Linked DNA regions of Mus musculus: region 2 is linked to region 1. The links are chromatin contacts, called in public ChIA-PET maps. All regions are on one chromosome and are shown on one strand. The core of a region is the stretch at or near the end of the contact, and the rest is flanking DNA. Distances in the headings are between cores, read along the strand shown. Region 1 overlaps A230108P19Rik (RIKEN cDNA A230108P19 gene). Region 2 overlaps Usp6nl (USP6 N-terminal like).

Region 1 (7,329 bases), core at 4,657-7,156:
CGGTGTTCCAGGGCAGCTGACCTACACAGAGAAACCCTGACTTGAAAAAAACAACAAATCAGGCTAGTCACAGTGGCACATGCTTTTAATCCCAGCACTTAGGAGGCAAAGGCAAGATGATCTCTGAATCTGAAGCCAGTCTGGTCTACAGAGCCAGTTCCAGGACAGTCAGGGCTACATAGAGAAACTCTGTCCTGGTAAACCAAATTAATTAACTAAGTAATTAATTAAGGACATGGAAGTTGAGGACCTAGAAATGAGTTTGCTAAAATACCCAGCTCACATATCCCTTGGAGAGTCTGAAGCACCTTACCCTAGTTTAAAGGCCTCTGCTCTCAATAGCTAGGATTAGCTTGGGTTCAGCTCAGATTGTGGTCATCTGTGTGCCAGTTAATATACAGATGGAGAAAATACATTCTAAATATACCACACCTTTGATAAATTCTCTCATCCTTCAGGTGAGAACTGAGATCTAGGAGGTAAATGAAAACTCAACTGTATTCCCCCCAAACAAGGAAAAACAAAAAATTGATTCTATGCCTTGCTTTGGCTGAACACAAATTCCTTAACAACAACAACAACAACAACAACAACAACAACAACAAAATAGCACAAGGGACCCAGGGATCTAGCTAAGCAGAACAGAGCTTGCATAGCATCCACAAGCCCTTGGATTTGATCTCCAGTACCACAAAATGGTAACAATGTTAAAATAAGGTTAACAGAAGCATTTATACAACACAAGCCGAAATGACTGTCAGCTAAACGACACAAAAGATATTCCTTCATTAATTTTAATAAAAAGTATAATACATTTATAATTCATGTAAAGGCACCATATCCCACTTCTAATGGAAATGTGAAAGCTTTAAAATTACTTGGCAGAGAAACAGATAAATCCATCCACAGTATCTAAGATCCAAAACAATTTGATTAATAACTATCAATGATGTAAAGATTATTCAGCCAGAAATAAGAGGTTAGGCACGTAATTTCCTCGGCTTCTTTCCTGCAATTTAATTGCACACAAAAGAAATGAGCAAGACGGTTTCCCCGTCCTTGGTTGGACTGTGCCTTTACAGTCATTCACTGAATGCCCGTTTCCTGTCCTAAGTAAACTCTCTGTGGGATATGGTGAGATGTTTGTCTCTTAGGCTCTACCAAGATCAAGTAAGTGCTGTTTATCACAAACTCAAAGCAAAAGGCGTGTTGGCAGAATCTGAGATCCCGTGCAACCCAACTTCACAATTTCATGAATTATTTTCTGTAGAGGACAAGACAATGATGAGAAAGTCTTTTAAAATCCCACCCTGGCTTAGTCTTTGGATCTGATTTATCATCTGCTGAGGCATCTGAACTGTTTGCCTTGTTCATCTTGACACAGAAAGCAACGCCTCCATTGTCTTTATTGTATTTATCACTCTCTATTCCAATTCTGCTTGGGTCATCTTAGGAGTGGGGAGTCATAGTTCCAAGCTTTTGTGGTCAGTAACAACTGAAGCCTGCCTACTCTGCTCCACACATATTGTCTGACAAAGTATATGCATATAAAAAAATGCCACCAATGACTGAGGAGCCATGGACTTTGAGTAAGGGAATGGGTATATTCGAGGTGAACTGATGAAAAACTATATTTCACCCTTGAAGTCTTTGATTCCAGTTCTTAAAACAAGTATGATGGTTGTCAACATTTTGAAGCACAAGTTCAATTTTAATGAAGATGCTAAGGGGCAACCAAGGGTCTCTGGGACTCCCTGGAGTTCAAGCAACCCCTGATCCACCTCTACACGTGGAGCTGATTCTCAAGTTCCCAGGTCAGCCTCTGCGGAGTTCATTTCTGGAGTGCAGAGCTTACCAAACTGAGAGACTGGGATTCAAGTATAAAAGAGATTCTCTGCTCACTCCATTTCTGTCACACTGTCACCTGCTCACACAGTGTTCCGTCTCACTTCTTAATTTTATTTTACTCAAAGCAGTAACAGAAACCAAGTGGCTATTATTCCCTCCTTTGCATGTTAGGTAAGATCAGGGCACCTTCAGTGGCGCCAAGAGGACATAGCTACATCAATGTTGCTGAATGTAATAATTTAGAACACTGTAAGCAATGCTTACTGGGAAGAAATTCAAGCAACACAGTGGCGTGGAGAAAGGAAAGCTAAGTTTTCTTTAGTTTAGTATGGCTATTACCCCAGAGGGACCCCCTGTCAGGCCTGTGAGATAGGTCAGAGGGCAGAACACTTGTGCTATAAGCATGATGTCCGGATCTCATGCTAAAAAAATAAATCAATAAAAATCCAGATGCAGAGGTGACCATCTGTAATCTCAGTACTCCAGGTACAAGATGGGACACAGATACATATTTGGGTCAATTACAATATATTGATAATTCAAACAAGAAAAGACCTCATTGTTCATGTTTCTGCATATCTCTCAGCATTTCTTCAGTAAACATTGAAGGAAGAATCACTCGCCATTAAATACCTACATTTAAGTTGTGGAGGACTCTCTCACATAGCCCTGAGTTCCTCTGCTTTTTTTTTTTTTTTCAGCTCTTGTTCCTTTGTTTTTATTTTTGACTTTGTTTTTTGCTTGTTAGATTTTTGAGACAAGGTCTCACTATGTAGCCTTGGAACTCACCCTCGGTATAGAACTCATAGAGATCTACCTGCCTCTTCCTTCTGAGTCCTGGGATTAAAGGCATGAGTCACCACTCCTGGCTTTGATCTTTTGCTTTTGGATGTGTCTATGTGTTTGTGGTGTATGTTCATGTGCTGTGCTCGTGGTGGTTTGAATGAGAAGACCCTCCACAGACTCATATATTTGAATGTTGATCCCCAGTTGGGGAACTATTTGGGGAGATCCCTGTTTGGGGAACTGTGTTGAGGTTTGTCTATTGCTAGATATTGTAAAGCTAAATACGGCCCCTCAGGTCTGTTTGCCCTGCAAGGACGAGGAAATCCTCATGCATACCAAGTGATGCTGTGTATGTACCCGTGCTCCTTAATTTAAAACTATGATTGAATAAAGATGCCTACAGCCTGTAGCTGGGCAGAAGAAAGGTAGGTGGGGTTTCAGTAACTGGGCTTAGGGTCTGAGGTAGGACAATGAGAGAAAAGAGAGAGGTGAAAAGAGAGGAGAGGACACCATGGGGCAGGTGAGTCATGAAAACATGCTCTCGAGGGCTGGGCAATTGGAGTGAGAGCAGCTCAGGAGGAGCATGGCAAATTACAGCTCGGAGTTAGTGACAGAGCAGGTAGGAGAGCCACAGAGGGTCGATAGCTGCCCAGCCCTAATGCTTCGAAGGCCTAAGTAAACGTAAAGGGTTTGTGTCTTTTACCTGGGAACTGAATCATCAAAGCAGGGTAGAAACCCCTAATTAATATTAAATATTTACCACAGCGGGTGTGGCCTTACTGGTGAGGTGTGTCCCTGGGAGTGGGCTTTGAGGTTTCAAATGCCCAAGCCATGCCCAGTTATCTTTCTCTGTGCCTTGTGCTTGTGGATCAGATGTAAGCTTCCAGCTACTGCCCCAGCACCATGCCCACCTGCCTGCTGCCCTGCTCCCTACTGTGATGGCCATGGACTCACCCCTCTGAACTGTAATCCCCAATAAATTCCCCCTTCTCTAAAGCACCTTGGTCATGGTGTCTCTTCACAGCAACAGTAAAGTAACTAAAATGATGCTAGTTTCATGTGTGTAAGAGCGCATGTTCACATATGTGCGCATGCATGGAGAGACAGAGATTAACATGGGTGTGTGTCTTCCTCCAGTGCTCCCACTGTATCTCACTGTAGCCAAAGCTTGCAGATTCAGCTAGTCTGGCTAGTTAGTTGGCCCCTCGAGTACTGGAGAACAGGTGGGCCAATATACTCAGCAAGCTTTTATTTGGGAACGGCTGGGATCCAGCTCTGGTCCCCACCCATTTCTGGCAAGCATTTTATCCAATGAACCATCTCCATAAGTTTTTTTTTTTTAATTTTTCCTTCCACAACAACAGTCTTACTATGTAGTCTTACCTTAGGTAGCCTAGAACTCATGGAGATTTGCCTGCTTCTGCCTCCTGAGAGATGGGATGAAAGCTGGACATCACCTTGCCCAGCCCCTTTCGTTTTTAACCTATAAAGTGAAAAGATGTTTCAAACTGGGAGAGTTATTAGCAGTGCTAGAAGATGCCTTTAGCCTTAGAGAAGGACTGCAGTCTTTGCTGAGCTGGGCTTTCTTCACTCTGTACGGCATAGAATCCTTGAGTTTGCCTATGAAAACCCAGATGTACACTGTACTAGCTGTCTATTGTTTTGGGGAAAAATACTCCAGTCTTAGCATCATAAAATAGTTCTTTCTTTCTTTCTTTCTTTCTTTCTTTCTTTCTTTCTTTCTTTCTTTCTTTCTTTCTTTCTTTCTTTCTTTCTTGAGACAGAGTTTCTCTGTATAGCCCTGGCTGTCCTGGAACTCACTTTGTAGACCAGGCTGGCCTCGAACTCAGAAATCCGCCTGCCTCTGCTTCCCGAGTGCTGGGATTAAAGGCATGCGCCACCATACCCGGCTAAGAATTGTTTCTTGATTCACTGTCTTTTGGTCAGAAATCTCGACATGGCTTAGCTGGTAAATCAGGCTCAGGGGCTCTCAGGAGCCTGTACTCAGGGTACCAGCAGCACCTGCAGGCACCTGAAGCTTAGCTGGGTTGAGAGGAACTGCTTCCAAGCTCACTTGCTGACATGACCTGTGAGCAGGAAGCTATAGTCCTTCACCACACAGACCTTACATCTGCTTCTGATAAGGCTTTCCACAAAGAAGTAGGCTGAGAGGGAGGATAGAAGCCATGATGGCATTCAGAATCTTATCTCAAGATAGCACACTTTCGCTTCTGTTGTATCCTATTGGTCACATGAGCCAACCCTGGCATACTATGGGAAGGGTTGCTTGAGGTTAAACACCACCAGGCAAGGCTCATTGATGGCCATCTTGGAAACAGCTACCTAGCAGGTACAAACACTGTGACAGCAGCAATATCTCACACATACTTTTAACTACTCCTCTCCTCCCTGGCAAGGAGAATCAACCCATATTCGAGAGAGGAAGGGAACCTGGTCAGAAGCCCCCTTAACAGTTGAGTGCCTATGCCTTCCTGCTTCATTGAATGCATTCATAGACAACCTTAGAGAACAACATCAGAGAGCATTCTCTGATCTCCCCAGGGGAAAGGAAATGATAACCATAACCATCTATTGAAGTTCATGTTTAAATTTCTTTGGCCCATACCTAAGAGTTTTACCATTTGCTCCTGCAGAATAAAACAAGCTTGCAGCTTAAAAACACCTCAGCAATTTTATTTTCCAATGCGGTTAGGATCCAGCCTGGTGCTACTGTTATCCTATTCTCCGAAGATTAAACTAACTTAATTAATTATCCATACTTTCTTGTACACGCTTAGATGATCGAGTCCTACCTGGTTAGGCCTGAATTCTGCCGCAAACAATCAACAAGCTCAAAAGAACAAACATCAGTTCTTTTGCTAAAGGAAGAAAGTAAAATATTAAAATAAGACCAAAATGTGGACAGTGTTTGAGAGGAGGCAGAAGAGGAGAAAATAACTACTTTAACCTCCATTGACTGTGAACCAAAGATGATCCCTCCAAGCTGATCATAAATTTACAAAAAGAGACATGATTGTGACTAATAATGGGGAGAGTTTGTCTGTTTTTGACCATTTGAGGATATGTAAGTGAATTTAATACAAATACTGTCTAGGGTCACAGCGCATGCCAACTCTTTGATACACAGTAACTTAAAGTGACTTTTGATAAGATGATGCTTAAAGTCTGAGCTATCTGATAGGCAGCTCCTATCCTTGGCTCAGTCTGTCGCCCAGCCCACTCCTTCCTCTTCTACCCACTTACTAAGCACTTTCTAAGCACTTACTGACCTCATCTCCCAGGGTTTTCAGCTGTGCTGCTTATTCCAGTCTGGCTAAACATCTACAACTGCTCACAGCGGCTCTGACTGTCACCAATGCCAGAAGCAGTCATGGACTTTTTTGCTACATGGCCTCATTTCTTCACTGTTACATTTGTCTCTGTGAGGCATGAGGAAGCTAACCGATAAAACAGATTTCCAGGGCCTGGGTGACAGGGAGATCAATCAAACCTAGAGCTGTGTGGCTCCTATGCTCAGTCTTCTTATCACCCACCCTTTCTTGATGAGCTCAGTGTGAACAGTTAGGAAAGTACACTTGTGTGAGTGTGTATATTTGCACATATGTGTGTATATGTGTTCATGCCTGCATGTGGAAGCCAGATTGGGACATCAAGAATGCATCTCTATCAATCCCCACCTCACTCCCTTGAGACAGTTTCTCTGTTGTAGAAATTATTTAAATCCTGGCCTGAGGTTTTTACCCTACCTTTGACCTTTTAGTTCTGGATGAAAGACACACACAATCTTTATATGTAAATATAAATATACATGTAAATAAAAGCCTTAAACAACACGAGAGCTGGGAGATACTACTCTCTGTTATTAGAATCTACTTTCCTATTGACAACCCCAAGTTATCACTTACTACGTACTATGTTTCATCTGGGCTGTTCTTAACTTCAATTGGCCAGCCCACAGGGACGTGTTCTCTTAACTCCTGCCTTTCTTCTTCCTCTTGTGAGTCTCCTCATCTCCAAGCCCTTGATACCTAAACACTACCTATATCTATTCTGCCCAGCTATTGGCTTTTGGCAACTTTATTTACCAATAAAAAATAAATTGGAGGTAGGGTCACTCAGTGTCTATATTGGGGTGTGGACTCTCTCATCTCTGGGGCAACCAATCTTGGGGGCTCAAATTAGCATCAGAATATAGCAACATTAGACCAACCCACTCTAATCCTCCCATCTCTATCACCTCCAATGCTAGGGTTAGAGGAATACCTGGCCACACCTACCTTTTGACTTAGGTATCCAGCAAGCACTCTTACCCCACGAGCCATCTTCCCAGCATAGAAAGTACATCTTTTACATAGTTCTGACACCTTATCTTGAACAAAGATGAGTTCCTCTATCTCTCCTTTATCCCCTCTGCCTTCTGGTGTACAATTTTAATCATTTTAGGTTCTTAGACATTTTCTTTTTGTGCTTAAGAATTTATGAGCCATTTGCAACTTTACATGAAAATGAAGTTCTTGCAAAGCTTTGGGAGCAATGGTGAGTGGGCCATGACAACGCACCAGGTGGTACAGCACAGGAATGGAAAGGAGTGTGTCTTAGCTTTATATTTACAGAGCAAGTAGATCTAAGACTCCTGTGGTACAAGCACTCAGCAGCTTACCACAGGCTGTTAAT
Region 2 (6,613 bases), core at 3,948-6,447, 120 kb before region 1:
CATGTACTACAGTGGAAAGCTGAAGTTATGAATCGTACATCATGCCTCATGTGCGTGAGGAGACAGCGAAAGGGCCTGTTTGTGGTTTCTAGTATTTTAAAGACAATCAGAAAAACTCTATGTATACTACAAAAAAAAAGTTTAAAAGAAAAATCTGAAGTACTCTGCAAAGCAACAAAACCTATAAATTTCAATTCTCTGTTAGTTAAGTTTACTAAACTCTAGCAAGTGCTTTTGATGACTAAGTTGTTGGGTGGTTTGGTTTTTTTTTTTTTTTTTGAAGAATTCAATTTAGTAACTGTGTAATTAATATGTAATTAGCTCCATGGTAGAGAAACAATGTACAAAAGTAAGTCACAGTTGTCACCCTGAGACTCTTCATGTGCCAACACAGAGAGACACATGCCAAGGCAGGGGCTGAAATGAAATAGAGCTGGTGGCAAGGTCACGTGAAAAAGTTATAAAGGACCCCACCTGAGGAGCTCAAAGATTATGATGGGCTTTGTCTGGTGATGTGGGAGGGACACGCGTGTTTCCAAAACCATGAGGCACTATCTAAGGAGCGGACACAAGTTCCCAAGAGCTTTAAGAAGGAACAAGACTACCACGGGGATGTGCAGGCAAGTTACCACGGAAAGGGCTTTGTTCCTTTCTTTCTGGGTTCCAGGAAGGGAAATACATTTTCTCTAAGTATTTAGGCCTGGGAGTGTAATAACTATGATAAAAGCAATAAAAGAGCAAACCACCCAGGAAAATCAACAGCTCTACAGATCAGCTTACAATCTGGGTGTGTGCTCCTGTCAGCCTCTGGGGCAGGCCTGTAAGTGAGGCTGCAGATAGAGCCTGCAGGGCAAGTCTCAAGGGCAGAGGCACTCAGGGCAGGCAGGTTCTCCTGTGCTCTGTGGTCACCCTCTCCTGTCTCCAGCTGCCGCCCTTTCTTCTAACACAGGCAGTCCTGTTCCCTGGATAAAAACTATGGCTCCTCACTGACTGGTCCCACTCCAGCCTCAAAAAGGCAGGCAGTACCCTGGCAGATGGCACACCCACCACCAATAATTTTAGATCTAAAAGCATACATTCCCCAAGGAAAATCCTGAATTTAGGAAAAGATTCTCACCAATGAGAATGTTTTTTATGGAACTTACCTTTAGGTATAGTCATAAAACTCTGTAATTACTTTCTAACTCTTTAAAGTTTTTATAAGTTTTTGTAATTAAAAAAAAATCACTTGTGAGCAAAAGATGTTAATTCCCTTTTTCAAAAGGCTAAACAGCCCTTATTGCATTATCAGTAATGAAATGATGCAGACAGGTCCAGAAATACGTTTAATTTTACAACTCAGTGGGGCACTGAAATCTAATTAATGTTTTACTAATGTGACTTTAGAGAAGGCCAAACTGTAAAGAGCCAGAGACTGTTCTGTGTCACCATTCGCTGTGTTGTTGTTGTTCCTCATCGTCCTCTGACCCCCTGAAGCAGAAGCCCCTTCTCTACCAACAGCAAACATCCAAATCCACAAGCCAGCAAAAAGGGTCACACACTCAGCCAGGCGGCCCTCTGACTTCCACTTTTACTACTATGAATTACCAATAAATCACTTCAGGAAGTAGTCATTCTTTTCTAAGATACATTTTGTATATTAATGTTTGCCATAAATTAGTTTAAATGTTATGTATCCTGAAAGAATAAGACATATACACACCATTTTCAGAACCATTAAGCATGATTTTCTTTCTTCTATACATATAAGAAAATATACCAGGGCTGGAGAGATGGCTCAGTGGTTAAGAGCACTGGCTTCCAGAGGTTCCGAGTTCAATTCCCAGCAACCACATGGTGGCTTACAACCATCTGTAATGGGATCTGATGCCTTTTTCTGGTGCATCTAAAGACAGCTACAGTGTGCTCATATTCATAAAATTAATAAATAATTCTTTTTTAAAAAAGAAAAAGGAAAGAAATTATAGCTTGGATAATCTCTAGTGTAGTTTAGACTTCTATGTTAGTTGAGCACTACAGACAAAGCTCAGAGCATAATTGTGAGGGAGTTCTGGATTACATTAACTGGGGTTGGCTGGGGTCTGAATCTGAATAAAAAAGGCGAAAGTGACTGGAGTCTCAGGGTTCATCTCTGCTGTGAGTGGTCTATGATGACGCTGAAGACTGCACTCAGGTCTCACACACTGACCATAGCTAAGTTATAGACCCTCCATTAATAGTCCTCTGCTGTGGAGTTGAGCAACTTCCCGGTTGGTGATCACCTGAAGTGCTCAAGAGATTCTCATACTCAAGGAGGGCAAGGAACCTCTGTCCCTTGGTTCCAACCCCATGCACATGTATTCCATTTGGCTGCTCCTCAGAGGACTGTTTTTAGTAAATGGATCTAGTAAGTGCGGCACTTTTGTGAGCTGCTCCAGCTCCCCAAACAGTCGTGTGAACCTTTGATTTGGCCTCAAGATGCCTAACAGTGCAGACACGGAACCTGAAGAGGCCACCTCCTGTAGCCAGGCAGGACCCCACTCACCCATAAAAATTTCAACCCAAAATTTGTCCTGTCTAAAAGAAATGCAAGGACAAAGATGAAGGAGAAACAGAAGGAATGGCCAACCATTTAACTGCCCCAACTTGAGACCCATCCCATGGGCAAGCAGCAATCCCTGATACTATTAATGATATTCTGTTATGCTTACAGACAGAAACCTAGCATAATGCCCTCTGAGAGGCTCCACCCAGCAGCTGACTGAAACAGATGCAGAGACCCACAGCCACACATAGGACAGAGGTCAGGGACCCTTGGGAAAACGGAGGATTGAAGACCCTGAAAGGGATAGGAACCCCAACAGAGTCAACTAACCCGGATCTAAGGGAGCTCTACGAGACTAAGCCACCAACCATACCCAGGCTGGACTGAGGCCCCTAGTACTACACATGTAGCAGAGGACTGCCTTGTCCTGTGTCAGTGGGGAAGGATGTGCCTAACCCAGAGACTTGATGCCCCAGGGTGGGGAAATAAACCAGGGGCCACCCTCTCAGAAGTAAAGGGGAAGGGGGGAAGGGGATGGGGCAGCATTTGGGATGTAAATAAATAATTAATCAAGAAATTCAGCTGGGCACTCAATCTGCTACTAAGTAGCAGGTCTGTGACAACTGTCCACTGAGGAGAAACTCCAACATCTGAGGTGCTCCATAGTGTGCAAAGCATGACAGTAGTACACATTTTGGTCCTCCCATGTCCTACAGTAAGGACGTGTGAGTAAATGCTGCTGGGAGTCACCCATGCCTGGATCTCACCAGCAGAGGTCAGGAGAGGATAAGAAGAACAGGAGACCTGGCCACTGCAATGTGCGGTCACTTAGCAGTAAGCCTGGATGCAGGGTAAAACGAAGGCGTTCTTCAGAAGAAATAAAGGAGGACTGGCCAGATGGCGGAGGGTAAAACACTGGCCATCCACCACGCCTGACTGGAGTCTGACCTTCAGGACTCACACAGTGAAGGAAGAAGAGAACAAACCGCTCACTGTAAGCTGTCCTCTGACCTCCACATGCCCACCACAGTGGCACATGTGCACATATGCATGTATATGCACACACAAACAAAATAAAAAATTTAAAAATGGAAGGCTTTCATATTTTATATATTATGCAAAATACTGCACTGCATTTCATAGCTTTAGCTATGAAAATTCATAGTTTTATATACCCTTTCCTCCTTATTAAAAACATCAATAAGCTCAAGGAAATAATATAATCCATTATTAATATTGTTCTCTACTGGATAAATATAATGAGTGTGTTTGTTTATTTGTTTAAGTGCCTATTTGGGGGAACCCAAATTACTTTGCAAGCATCACATCAATCCTTTTGGGAGGGAGGATCACTGTCCCTATTTTAAACGGGAAACGCCCTACTATAGACCAAAACAGATGGGCAGAGCCACCATCACCTGCCAAGACAGATATCAGCACACTAGACTTCCTAAGCACCAAAGAGCACAGCTTCAGCTGCACACTGCAGAGTGGAAACTTCAGCAGGGCAACAACTCGTCCTGACCTAACTCAATGACAATGTACAGATAGATCTTTATCATGTGTCTAGCAACGGCAGAGCTCGGCCACTCGGTATAGGCGGACACTAGAGAATGCTAGTTTCTAACCTTAGACTACTTTGCCTGAGTCTAAGTTTATGTGTGTGTTTGTGGGGGGGGGGGGTATCAGACCACAGACCTGGTAAAATAACAGGCAGAGTCAGAGCCACAGGTCACCAAACCTAACAACCTGAGTTCAATCCCCAGTGCCCATCTGGTGGAAGGAGAGAACCAACTCTCACATGTATGCTGTGAACACACACACACACACATTTATGCAAGCATCACAAATGCAGGAACAAATATTCGAGACAGTCATCTAATAAGCACGTGCAGTGTGTGAAAGAACAAAGCACTGGAGCCCTCTGTCCCCCAGGAAAGGGCTGACAAGTAACTATACAAACAGTCCTCACTTTACTAGTGTAAGATGAAGAGGGTTTCAGGCCTGCTAGCCTACAACTCTCTATGGAGACCAGATGACCTCAAGCTCTACTATTTGTGCCTCTCAAGGCCTGTGAGATGCTGATAGCAGACAGGCAAATGAATGCTAAGATTTAATGAGCCCAGCCCCTGGGACCTGTTCTGAAACAGGCAGCCCTGACCCGCCACTGAGGACACAGGCACTAGATCACTACATAAACACCTGGAGTTCTCTATGCTAATGAAGTATCTAGATAGCTTCCCCCACCCCATCCCACCCCGCCCCGTAATGAACTTCTCTTCCGGGGAATTCCTTCCCAAAAAGGGTATTTAATCCCCGGTTCACCCAGAATAAAGTGTGTACATTCACACCCACCATCAAATAAACCAGTATGAATAAGTGGATCGCTGCAAGGAAGGCCTTCATCTTAAAGAGCCCCACCTAGAACTCCAGAGGAAGGCCTTCTCTCCTGCAGCCCCTCCAAACTCTGGAATCAAACCAGGCTCCATCCATCCCAGGCTCCACTTTTCCCCTCTCTGTCTGGCAGGTGCCCAGAGAAAAGGGCAGACCTGTGGATCCCAGTTCCCTCCCTCGGTGCTAGGCGGTACGCGGACAGTGCTAGGGTAAGCAGAGAGGGGCCTGGAAACCGCTGCAGACTCCCTGCTTTGCTAGGCGCTGCGCGGACAGTGCTAGGGTAAGCAGAGGGGGACCTGGAAACCGCTGCAGACTCCCTGCTTTGGATTTTGCCCTGCCTTCTCCGGAAGGCCTGCAGGCTGTGCTCTGGGCACCCCAGAGAAACAGGGCACGGTAGGACACTCAAGTGCTTAGATTAAAGGCATTTTAAATAAATTATTAAGGTATACATAGATTACTTTTTAGTGGTTCTCAATTATATTAAGCCTTTAAACAAGAAATTAATTAATTAAACGCATACTTGCACTGGATAAGAATTTTATTATACAGCTGAGTCTTATTTTAAAAAATTAAGCAAGCTTAGTTTTCAAGTATGTACCTTTTGCTAATCTGTCTTGCATTTCTTTTTTATTGGCATATTTCTTGACTAATAATCTATTTACTAGCTGGAAGACTCTAAGGATTTCTCAACCAAAAAAATTACAAATAGTGAAGGAGAGAGAAGTCAACACTAGATTAATACATTTTTATTTTGCCAAATCAATTAAGCTTTGTTTAAAAACAAACAATTTCAATTCTCTTCTCCCTAACCTTTCAAATGTAGGACACTGCAACAATTGCAGACTCTGTGTTAGCTTCTAAGTCAACATGCTTAATGCTATAATGAAGGATAACAACAGCCTAGTGTGAGAAACAGAGGGAGGGAGCGATCCTCAACATAAGTAACACATGAATGTGCAGACTCTAGAGAAAGGGAAAACAAAACAGACAACATGAGAGGAGGGGGAGGGGAGAGGGAGGGGAAGAAAATGAACACAAGGGGTAGAAGTTTCCAAAATTAGGTTAGATGACCAAGGACAGCCACATTCTATAAGTGACACTTGGATAACTTCTTGGAGAATGTAAAAGGGCTGAGCCTTGAAGCTGCTTTGAGGACAGCCAAACCCCACGAGAGAAGAAGCCAGTGGGACAGCCTTGCAGAGGGGCTCTGCTTCCCGCTCACACTCAGGAGACACCAGAGCTCAAAGAGTGGAGGTCATACAAGGGTAGAGAGTAAGCCACCCCTGCGCTCTGAGGACCATTCTTAACCCTTGAGTTTACTGCAGATGGAACAGGTTCTGATCAGAAAGTGTCAGGTTCTTAACCCATTTTAACAGGATCATTTTAATCGTTCACTGAATAGTAAGGCTAAGAGAAAGGGGATAAAGACTAAGGCAGGAAGACAGGAGGCTCCAGAGGAGAGCGAGGGACAGGGGAGCACAAGTGGAGAAGACACCTGGAGGCAGAGCTCACAGCACTGGCTAAGAGATGAGACGGGGTCGGAAAGTTTCAGACTCAAGAGAGAGCTGAGAAGACTATGGACTGGAGTCTGGAGGAAGGAGCCAATCTGAGGACCAGTATTAGGCCAAGGAAAAGATCAACATTCAGAATCTTAAAGTATGGTTGGTTTTTTTGTTTGTTTGTTTGTTTTTTGGT

Evidence for each region. ChIA-PET counts read pairs in DNA pulled down with a chosen protein or histone mark.
Region 2: a contact with region 1 is called in an SMC1A ChIA-PET map of the G1E-ER4 cell line, with 9 read pairs. The contact joins two enhancer-like sites. A contact is called at or near these places in 3 of 39 promoter capture datasets (cranial neural crest, embryonic stem cells and stem cell-derived epiblast-like cells), 2 of 15 datasets of contacts at CTCF or cohesin (the G1E-ER4 cell line and pro-B cells), 4 of 484 Hi-C or Micro-C datasets (ECoMG myeloid progenitors, bone marrow-derived macrophages, female germline stem cells and 1 more), 3 of 115 datasets of contacts at active chromatin or transcription factors (embryonic stem cells, neural progenitor cells and pancreatic cancer cells) and 1 of 9 other capture datasets (bone marrow-derived macrophages).

What each region holds. Positions count from the first base shown.
Region 1 is chr2:6,283,503-6,290,831 of GRCm38.p6, reverse strand. The region is part of intron 4 of A230108P19Rik (RIKEN cDNA A230108P19 gene); the gene reads right to left. Among named protein-coding and RNA genes, the nearest start is that of Gm13383, 24 kb to the right of the region's middle. Within about 2 kb of position 5,906, at least 19 of the 459 cell types and tissues checked have an H3K27ac peak or open chromatin away from gene starts, as enhancers often do. A contact at or near this core is called in the G1E-ER4 cell line, where this site is marked.
Region 2 is chr2:6,402,160-6,408,772 of GRCm38.p6, reverse strand. The region is part of intron 5 of Usp6nl (USP6 N-terminal like); the gene reads right to left. Among named protein-coding and RNA genes, the nearest start is that of Gm13388, 32 kb to the left of the region's middle. Within about 2 kb of position 5,197, at least 62 of the 459 cell types and tissues checked have an H3K27ac peak or open chromatin away from gene starts, as enhancers often do. A contact at or near this core is called in the G1E-ER4 cell line, where this site is marked.